Linked DNA regions of Rattus norvegicus: region 1 is linked to region 2. The links are chromatin contacts, called in public Hi-C maps. All regions are on one chromosome and are shown on one strand. Each heading gives the region's core, a stretch centred on a gene start, on an enhancer-like site or on the middle of the called end of the contact. The rest is flanking DNA. Distances are from core to core; before and after follow the strand shown.

The links. Hi-C and Micro-C count contacts between places; a contact is called where the count stands out from the background.
Region 1: a Hi-C map of liver shows a contact between it and region 2, with 3 times the contacts expected there. The contact joins the enhancer-like site here to the promoter of Timeless in region 2. A contact is called at or near these places in 3 of 12 Hi-C or Micro-C datasets (kidney, liver and mammary epithelial cells).

The regions. Positions count from the first base shown.
Region 1 is chr7:1,273,020-1,277,558 of GRCr8, reverse strand. No RefSeq gene overlaps it. Among named protein-coding and RNA genes, the nearest start is that of Apon, 2.4 kb to the right of the region's middle. Within about 2 kb of position 1,373, at least 1 of the 93 cell types and tissues checked has an H3K27ac peak or open chromatin away from gene starts, as enhancers often do. A contact at or near this core is called in liver, where this site is marked.
Region 2 is chr7:1,236,098-1,240,806 of GRCr8, reverse strand. Timeless (timeless circadian regulator) reads right to left here and starts at 1,357. Exons shown (of 29, transcript NM_031340.2): 1 at 1,286-1,357. Mip (major intrinsic protein of lens fiber) reads right to left here. Exons shown (of 4, transcript NM_001105719.2): 4 at 3,100-3,440. The coding sequence ends at 3,255.

The DNA of each region.
Region 1 (4,539 bases), core at 124-2,623, 37 kb before region 2:
ACCCAGGGCCTTGCGCTTGCTAGGCAAGCGCTCTACCACTGAGCTAAATCCCCAAGCCCTAAAATATTTTAAAAAAGATTTATTTATTTATTTATTTTATGTCTATAAGTAGACTGTCACTGTCTTCAGACACACCAGAAGAGGGCATCTGATCCTGAGAGATAGAGTTTTAAATTAGCCCAAAACTCAACAACAGGACCTGTCTCTGGAAGACAGATTGTTAAAAATGCAAGAGAACTACTTTGCTTATCACCCAGTGTGAGTGACTGTTCTTTGCTCTGCCCCTGTGATGTTTATTTAAGCCCCTACTTGTGCTTTCCAGCCATTGCATCCTGCAGAGAGCACTCCAGGAACCAGGGGGCCATAAAACCTTCTGGGCCCCCTAATCTCCTGGAGCCATAAAACAATCCTGTGACTTGGGTGCCTTCCCCTTTGACACCCCCAATCCCCTGGGCTCACAGCCTCTGCCTTTAAATACTCTTTCTCCCAGCCTCTCGGGCCGGGCCGATGCCTCTGTCTCCTGCGTGAGATATGTGTCGGCCCGGAGATCTCTATAATAGGTCTCCATAATAAACCTCGCCTTTGCTTATTACATCCAAAATGGTCTTTCTGTGTCTGGGGTCTGCGATTTCCCAAGACTTGAGTAAGGGTCTCTCTGCGTGGGATCTTTCAGTTGATTCAGCTCCTCATGAGGCTTTGATAAGATTCTGAATTTGAGGCCATTCTGGACAAACCAGTCAAACTCTACCTTAAGGAAAAGACAGAAAACATTGAAAGTCAATCATGTGTATGTTTCTAAGTGTATGCCCATGTATGCAGGTGCCCACAAAGGCCAGAGGAAGGGCTGGATCCTCTGGAGCTGGATACAAGCAGAGTTGTAAACTACTGGGTGTGGGTGCTGGGAACTGAGCACGGTCCTCTGGAAAAGCCACAAGCACTCTTATCAGGGAGCCGTCATTCCGTTCTGTAGGGTGGATCTTCATGTCTGTGGACTAGGGAGAAGCAGAAGCCACAAAGAATTTCAAACAGTTGTGTCAGCCTCAGGCAAAGGCAAGGACAAGAGACAGCAAGAAAGTCCTGGGTAAGGATGGAAAGAAAATGATCTGTGTGAGCAAAGGACATGCTTAGCCTTGGAAGCATCTTTCTGCTCTGGCTTCCAGTGGAGCCAAGCTAAAGGTAAGACTTAGAAAATGGCCATGAAGATCCACGGGCTCAGCAAGATCTGGTGGCACACAACTTTAATCCCAGCACTCAGGAGACAGTGGCAAGTGGGTCTCTGAGTTCAAGACCAGCCTGGTCTACAGAGTGAGTTCTAGGACAGCCAGAACTATACAGAGATACCCTGTCTCAAAAAATCAATGAGTATAGTTGAACTTTCCAAGGACTTTGGTCCTTCTGGCTCTGACTGGTCTCAATGTCTCTTGGTCCTAAGGCTTTCTCTCTTTCCAACTAAGTATTCTTCCTTCTTTCGGTTCTTTTCTCCCCCAAAAGGGCTATCTCATCTCATCGAAAGACTGTGTACTCTTTTGACCGTTGCCCTCAGACCTTCGGGGGAGTTATGAAATGTATTACATAAGCATGATTGGTTAAAATCATTGACCGCTGCTTTAGTTGCCCCTCTTATAAGCCTTGGGAAGTCAAGGGTAGAGCAGAGAATTCTCTCCTCTCATTTCATGGTTGGTTCTCCTGGCAACAAGCACCAGTCATCCTAGCACGCCTCACACCACAAATTATAAGGATTTCAAAACAGACTGTGAAGCGGGATGAAAGCCAAATACCTACCTACTTTATACTGAGTCCCTCTCACTCACATGACATCACTACGCTAGTAATTTTTCTCTAGTCTACTCTTTAGCTAGCTTACGCTTGTAACCCAGAGGTTGGGGGATGGCAACAGGATGATCAGGAATTTGAAGCCAGCCTTGACAAACAAAGCTTGAGTAAACCCTCTCTCAAAAAAAAAGTCCACTACCCTTTAGGTTATATTAATATAGCCACTCCCTCTTCTTCAAAGTCTTCATAAGCTTCCCCTTAAAAACTAGTTATGGGGGACTGGAGGGATGGCTCAGTGGTAAAGAGCACGGGTGCTCTTCCAGAGGACCTGGGTTCCTTTGTACCCAAATGGTGGCTCACAGCCATCTGCAACTCTGGTTCCAGGGGATCTGATACCTTCTAGTTTTGGTGTACACAGCTTGCACATGGCACACACACATACATGGAACACCCATACATATAATCTGTTGGGAGCCATCTCAGATAGGCTAAAGCTAACAGCTGGCCTTCCTGGAGGTGGCCCACCTTTTCACATGAACTAAGAGCTCTGAGAGGCAAGGCCTGAGAGCCTTCATCTCAGGATTGCTTCTTGCAGGTGAAACGCCTTTCCAGTCATTATTGAATTAATATAATAACCCCTGGGCATTAACCCACCTATTGAGCCACTCAGATCCTGCAGATCAACATGATGATGAACTTTCATGAATTAATGCTGTTTAAATGAATCTGATTTTGGGGTTGGGGATTTAGCTCAGTGGTAGAGGGCTTGCCTAGCAAGCTTCAAGGCCCCGGGTTAGGTCCCCAGCTCTGGAAAAAAAAAAAAATCTGAATTTATATAGAGTTCCTGATTTAATTCAAATAATCTTAGGAAGAAAGTTTTAAGAGATGGTTGTTTTGCTAGAAAGATGTAGTAAAGTTAGAATCAAGAATAGAATAAGTGGGGGTTGGGGATTTGGCTCAGTGGTAGAGCGCTTGCCTAGGAAGCGCAAGGCCCTGGGTTCGGTCCCCAGCTCCAAAAAAAAAAAAAAAAAAAGAATAGAATAAGTAAGGCTGCATAGTAAGAAATGCAGTGAGGGGGCTGGGGATTTAGCTCAGTGGTAGAGCGCTTACCTAGGAAGAGCAAGGCCCTGGGTTCGGTCCCCAGCTCCGAAAAAAAGAACCAAAAAAAAAAAAAAAAAAAAAAAAGAAATGCAGTGAGGTTTCACGATTACACTAAAAAGAGAAATAGCCTTGGGACAAATTTGTGTACAAGGAAAAGCATTTAGGCCCAAGGCTGGAGCCGTAGGTGTGCACTCTGATAAAGCAAGGCCTGGGAAACAGGTGCTTTGAACTTATAATGAGCTTATGGTAGGTAATGAAACACTGCTTTGAACTTACATCAACATCCTTCTGTGACTCCCTTTTTGTGTAACATTTTATCTACCAGGTAATTTTCTAAGAACTTTGGTCTATAAAAAGGCCCAAGAGAAGAAATAAAGATGATAGTTTGGCTAGGGGGGTTCTGCCCCATCCTCGTGAGTGACATCTTTCCTCTCCTTTTTCTGTCTGGTTCAGAAAGAGTTAATGAGCTCCCTGACCTAGCCAGAAAAAGGAGCACTAGAAACAAAACCTCTACTGAGCATGTTAATTGCCAGAGCAGAACAGTTAAAACAAAATTAAAAAGCCAGAGATAGCAATCTTTTGACCTGTGTCCCACGCGCGTCCTATTCCAACCCTTCCCTGCCAGGAAAGCTCCCAGCAATAATCACATTTTATTATTATTATTATTGGAAATGTCACAAGTCTGTATCTATTACCTGGGTTCTAGTGACTGAACTCAGGTTGTCAGGCTTGTTCCAGAAAAAAACCTTTTTTTTTTTTTTGGTTCTATTTTTCGGAGCTGGGTACCGAACCCAGGGCCTTGCGCTTCCTAGGCAAGCGCTCTACCACTGAGCTAAATCCCCAGCCCCCAGAAAAAAACTTTTATCCACGTGTCTGAGACCCTGTCTTGAAACAAAACAGGTGTGGTTGCTCGTGCCTATAACCCCAGCACTCTGGAGACTAAAGTGGGATTACCTACTCTACAGAGGAAGTTAGGCCAGCTTGGACTATAGTGTCCAAAAAAAAAAAAAAAAAAAAAAAACTCCAGGTGACAGGCGGTGACTCACACCTTTAATCCCAGCACTTGGGAGGCAGATGCAGGCAGATCTCTGTTTGAGGCCAGCCTTGTCTACAGAGTGAGTTCAGGACAGCAAGGGCTCCCACAGAGAAACTGTGTCTCGAAACAACAACAGAACAATTCCTAACAAACAACAACCAATAAAACAGTAAAAGCAAAACCCAAAGACTGCTTTGATACAATTTGATTTGTTGTAGGTTCTATTTTTCAAAACTTGTGGTTGGTAAGTCTTTAAGGTAAGCAGGGCTGGTGGACTGGAGTGTAGCCCAGTTGTCAGTGTGCTTGCTTAACATGCATGAATCCTTGGATTTGGTTCCCAGTACCACAGCAATGCACTTGGTGGCAGACTCCTGTAAATCCCAGTACTGGGACTGTGGTGTCGGAAGGATCAAAATCCAAGGTCATCCTTGGCAAATTAGTTGAATTTCAAGCCAGCTAAAGCTACAGAAAGTTCAGTCTCAAAAGAGAACAAACTTCCCATTGCCTAGAAGATACAGAGAAACTGCTTGGTTTGCTTTAGGTCTACATAACTGTTTAGGGTGACTGGACTATGGTCTAGGGACAGCCAAGCCATAGAGGAGGAGCCCTGTCAGGATGGGGCAATAGCT
Region 2 (4,709 bases), core at 108-2,607:
CTACATTATTTTCTTTTTTAAGTTTTATTAACTATGTATGAGTACACTGTAGCTGTCTTCAGACAGACCAGAAGAGGGCATCGGATCTCATTACAGATGTTGTGAGCCTCCATGTGGTTGCTGGGATTTGAACTGGGGACCTCTGGAAGAGCAGTCAGTGCTCTTAACCACTGAACCACCTCTCCAGCTTGCATGCGACATTATTAGCGTGCTCAATAAACTTTGGCACTGGTATAAGCAAAGGTACAATACTTCAGGAACACAAAAGAGCGAGTGGCCAGTACCAGGGAGGCAGAGCCTAGTGAACGACATCTTTGAGTCTGAAGCTAGTCTGGTCTACACAGACAATCCCAGCCCAGCCAGGACTAATACTGAGGCCCTGTCCTTTTACTTAATGATTCATCTCTGTATGTGTTCCCGTTCAAATATCAAAGTGTAGGATTCAGTTCTCTCCTTCCACCATGTGGGCTCCTAGGACTTCATTCAAATCCTCAGGCTGGAAACAAGCAACCCAACCTGCTGAGGCTTCTCGGCTGCGGGGTGACCAGCTTGGAGGGCAACAGTACCAAAGTGACAAGAACTCTCCAGCAGAGGGAGTTCAGGTATCTTGAGGTACGAAAAAACGCGGAGCAAACACATCCTTTCCCTGAAGTTGGAAATCAAACTGGATGAGAAAAATGTCAGGAACGCAAAGCACCCACCTGAGTAAGCAAAACTTTAAGCGACCGAAATGGGGTTTCAAACTAAATATAAAACCACGAGCTTCATCCCCCTCCCCCCCCAAAAAAAACAAGGTTCTAGTGACAGCCATCAAAGACAAAGAAATGACACTCCAAGAAAGAAGGCTAACTAATTGCTCTTGTCCTAGCTGACATCCCCAGAGGTTGTGTCTTCCTTAGGCAAGAGGATTGAATCCAGCCTATGAAAACCCCAAGGCCTGTGAATCCCCCTCCTGACGACCTCCAGACCGCTGTGTCTTCGAGTCTGGACTGCATGGGAATTCCCGGGAGGCTTCTGCTCTGCTCTCGGAATTCGAAGATCCTGGTCTCACGGTCCCTTCCCTACCCCAGGCTTAGGATGTGCTGAGACCCGCAAGGACCCAGCTGGTCTTCCCCACGCTCGCCCGGGAGCTGGGTCAGAACTCGCGTACGCGCCGGGAGCCCCGCCCCCGCCCTTCAACTGCGCGGCGGGACGGCGGCCGCTCTCTGTCCCGCCGCTCGCCCCATCGCCGGCCCGCCACCTCGGGGATGTTCGTGTCGATCCTGGGTCCTTCCGACACACTCACCCACTATCCATGAGTCCTCTGAAGGCTCGCAGGGCCAGTGGCCGTGAGGTGCGGGGTCGCAGACTTTCCCGCCACTCGGCAGAGAGCGACCAGTCCGCGCCTGCGCGGGCGGGCACGGGGCGGGGCGAGCGGGGCGGGCGGGGCGGAGCCACTGGACTCCGGACAAGAGGAAAGGGAAGTTTGGATAAGAAGGGAAACCCAAAAGGACTGTTTTAAGTGAGTCGGTCATCTGCGCTAAAGTAAAAACCAAAACGCTAGGGGTTTTCTACTGAATTATAATAAGAATCAAGATCGAATTAAGGGGGAATTTACAGACGTTCTTCCCCTTTCAGTCAAGTGGACTATTCCAAAGTCTTAAATGGCTAGTTAGAAAAGATGTGTTTTATTTGGGAGGAAGTGGAGAGTTTGGTGTTTGGGATAGAGTTTAGGGTTGTCTGTCTTCTTATAGGCATGTATTTTTAAAGCTTGCAAAGTATATACAGGAGGCTCAGAATAGAAAGATCTGCAATATTGCCTAGCGAGCGCAAGGCCCTGGGTTCGGTCCCCAGCCCCGAAAAAAAAGAAAAAAAAAAAAAAAAAGAAAAAAAAAAAAAAAAAAAAAAAAAAAAAGAAAGATCTGCAATAAATATTCCATGTTCGTTCAGGGTCACCTGCGCCCCTGCTAACGCGATGCTATTTTACCAACAAATACAAGATAGGGCTCCAAAAAAAAAAAAAAAAATCATCTCCGAATTAAGCATTTAGATAGAGGAGATCGATATGGGGGGCCATAAGGGAGAGTTAGCAGAAAGGATAGCCGGGAGAAAAGTGAAAAGACATACAAAAATAAAAGACTCTGGAGCTAGTGATGAAAGTACAGAGACGCCATTTGCAAAGTTCAGTTTGCTCTAAGTAAATCTCCCGTCTTGCCCCCTCAACTCCTGTAAATTTGCTTCAGACACCAGATCTCCTGTGTTAGCCTCGGAAAGCAAATCTGGGCTTCAGTACCGTTTGTCCAGGGCTATGAGGCAGGGCCTTTTAAACCATTTCATTTTTATAGACTACAGGCTAGGGGGCTGGAGAGATGGCTCAGTGGTTAAGAGCACCGACTGCTCTTCCAGAGGTCCTGAGTTCAATTCCCAGCAACCACATGGTGGCTCACAACCATCTGTAAAGAGATCTGATGCCCTCTTCTGGTGTGTCTGAAGACAGCTACGGTGTACTTATATATAATAAATGAATAAATCTAAAAAAAAAAAAAAAAGAAAGAAAAAGAAAACCATTTAGATTACAGGCTTGCCTAACTCCTATTTCTGTTGAAGGTCTGTGGTCCAAGGCAGATATAGGCGGGCTTTATAGAACGACTCAAGCCCGTGTTTACTTTTCTCAGAGCTTCCACCCCAGTCTCTGGGACAAGCATCCCTGAGATCAGTAGTCTATAGTCTCCCATTAATTCCCTCAAAACTTAATAGTAGTGATCTGGAAATAAAATCTTGGATACCTCTCCCACCAAACCTCCCAACCCCTGGAATGCCTTGCCCCCTCCTTTCTGTCTGCTCCCTGAGAGGAGTGACCCCCCCCTCCTGTGACCCCTCAAAAATCAAGATGCGTATCATATACTTGACTGGAAGCAGGGTAAAGGCCAGAAACTTAAGGTCTTAGGTTCCCTGTGTTTACCAAACTGGGGTTGGACATACATGTTGACACCTCTTTCCCCTTCCCTAGCTTCTATGCCCGCAAACTCAGACACAGCCACACGCACCCACATTCACATGAACAGTCGTGCACGGCGAAGGTGGCTGGAGAAGGGAGGAAGGGAAGTTTGCACCAACCAGTCGTGAATGCAACTTGAAAGATTTCACACAGCAAAAGGAAAAAATGAAAAACGTAAGTTAAAAAATAAAGAAGTACATGCCCCTCCCCACAGTCTCTTTCTTCATCCAAGGGCTGGCTTGGCCCTCCCTGAAACCCAGCGGGCGTTCTGCAGCTTTTACAGGGCCTGAGTCTTCAGTTCCACAGGTTCCCCTGTACCCTCTGGCTGTCCATTGGAGTCACTGGGTCTGGCTCCCTTGAGGATAGACAGTCTCTCAGAAACACTCTTGAGCCGTGGGAAGAGGAGAAAGTCGTAGAGCAGGCTGCCCAGGCCCCCGCCGATGATTGGGCCCACCCAGTACACCTGTGGGAAGAGAGAAGGCAGGCTCAGACTTCAGAACTCTTCAGGGAAAAAAAACCCAAAAGCCGACATATGCTGCTCTCGTGGCACGCAACTAGGCATTAGTGAAAGTTAATGCAGCTTTTTGTTGTGGCTGCTGTGTTTGGGGCTCTTCCTGTGAAACATGTGGGCTTGTTTGGTTGGTTTTAAAATTCTAGACTCGGGGTTGGGGATTTAGCTCAGTGGTAGAGCGCTTGCCTAGCAAGCTCAAGGCCCTGGGTTCGGTCCCCAGCTCCGAAAAAAAAAAAAAAAAAACCAAAAAAAGAAAAAAGAAAAAATTCTAGACTCAGTGGGGCTGGAGAGATGGCTCAGAGTCTTTGCAGGGGACCTAAGATCAATTCCCAGCATCCACAAAGAAGCTCACAGTCATCTGTAACTCCAGGTTCCAGGGATCCAAATCCTCCTTCTGGCCTCCAAGGGTACCAGGCAGGCATGCAGTGCACAGACATACATGCTAAACACCTATACGTTAAAAATAAAATACAGGGGGTTGGGGATTTAGCTCAGCGGTAGAGCACTTGCCTAGCGAGCACAAGGCCCTGGGTTCGGTCCCCAGCTCCGAAAAAAAAAAGAAAAGAAAAATAAATAAATAAATAAAATACAGCTTGGCCGGCCACGATCACCTTTAATGCCAGCATAGTGAGACAAAGACAAGACTCTGTAGGAGTTCAAAGTCATCCCGGTCTACACAGCAAGTTCTGGGCTATCAAGGCTACATAGTGAGAACTGTCTCAAAACAACAAAAGACCCAGAATAAAACAAAACAAAATCAAATTGTTTTAAAATAATTTAGGGCTGTAGAGAAGGCTCAGTGGTTAAGAGTCCCGACTGCCAAGCGCAAGGCCCTGGGTTCGGTCCCCAGCTCCAAAAAAAAAAAAAAAAAAAGAGCCCCGACTGCTCTTCCAGAGGTCCTGAGTTCAATTCCCAGCAACCACATGGTGGCTCACAACCATCTGTAATGGGATCTGATGCCCTCTTCTCCCCCCCCCCCCCCCCCGGCTGGGGATCGAACCCAGGACCTCGTGCTTCCTAGGCAAGCGCTCTACCACTGAGCCAAATCCCCAACCCCTGATGCCCTCTTCTGATGTCTGAAGACAGAGACAGTGTGCTTATATAATAAATAAATCTTTTTAAAAAAAAAAGAAAGAAAAGGTCTAGACTCTACTGTCTATATCCCCAACCTGTGATTTTCCTTTGGTTTATTATTTTACTTTCCTATTCCCCCATCTTACC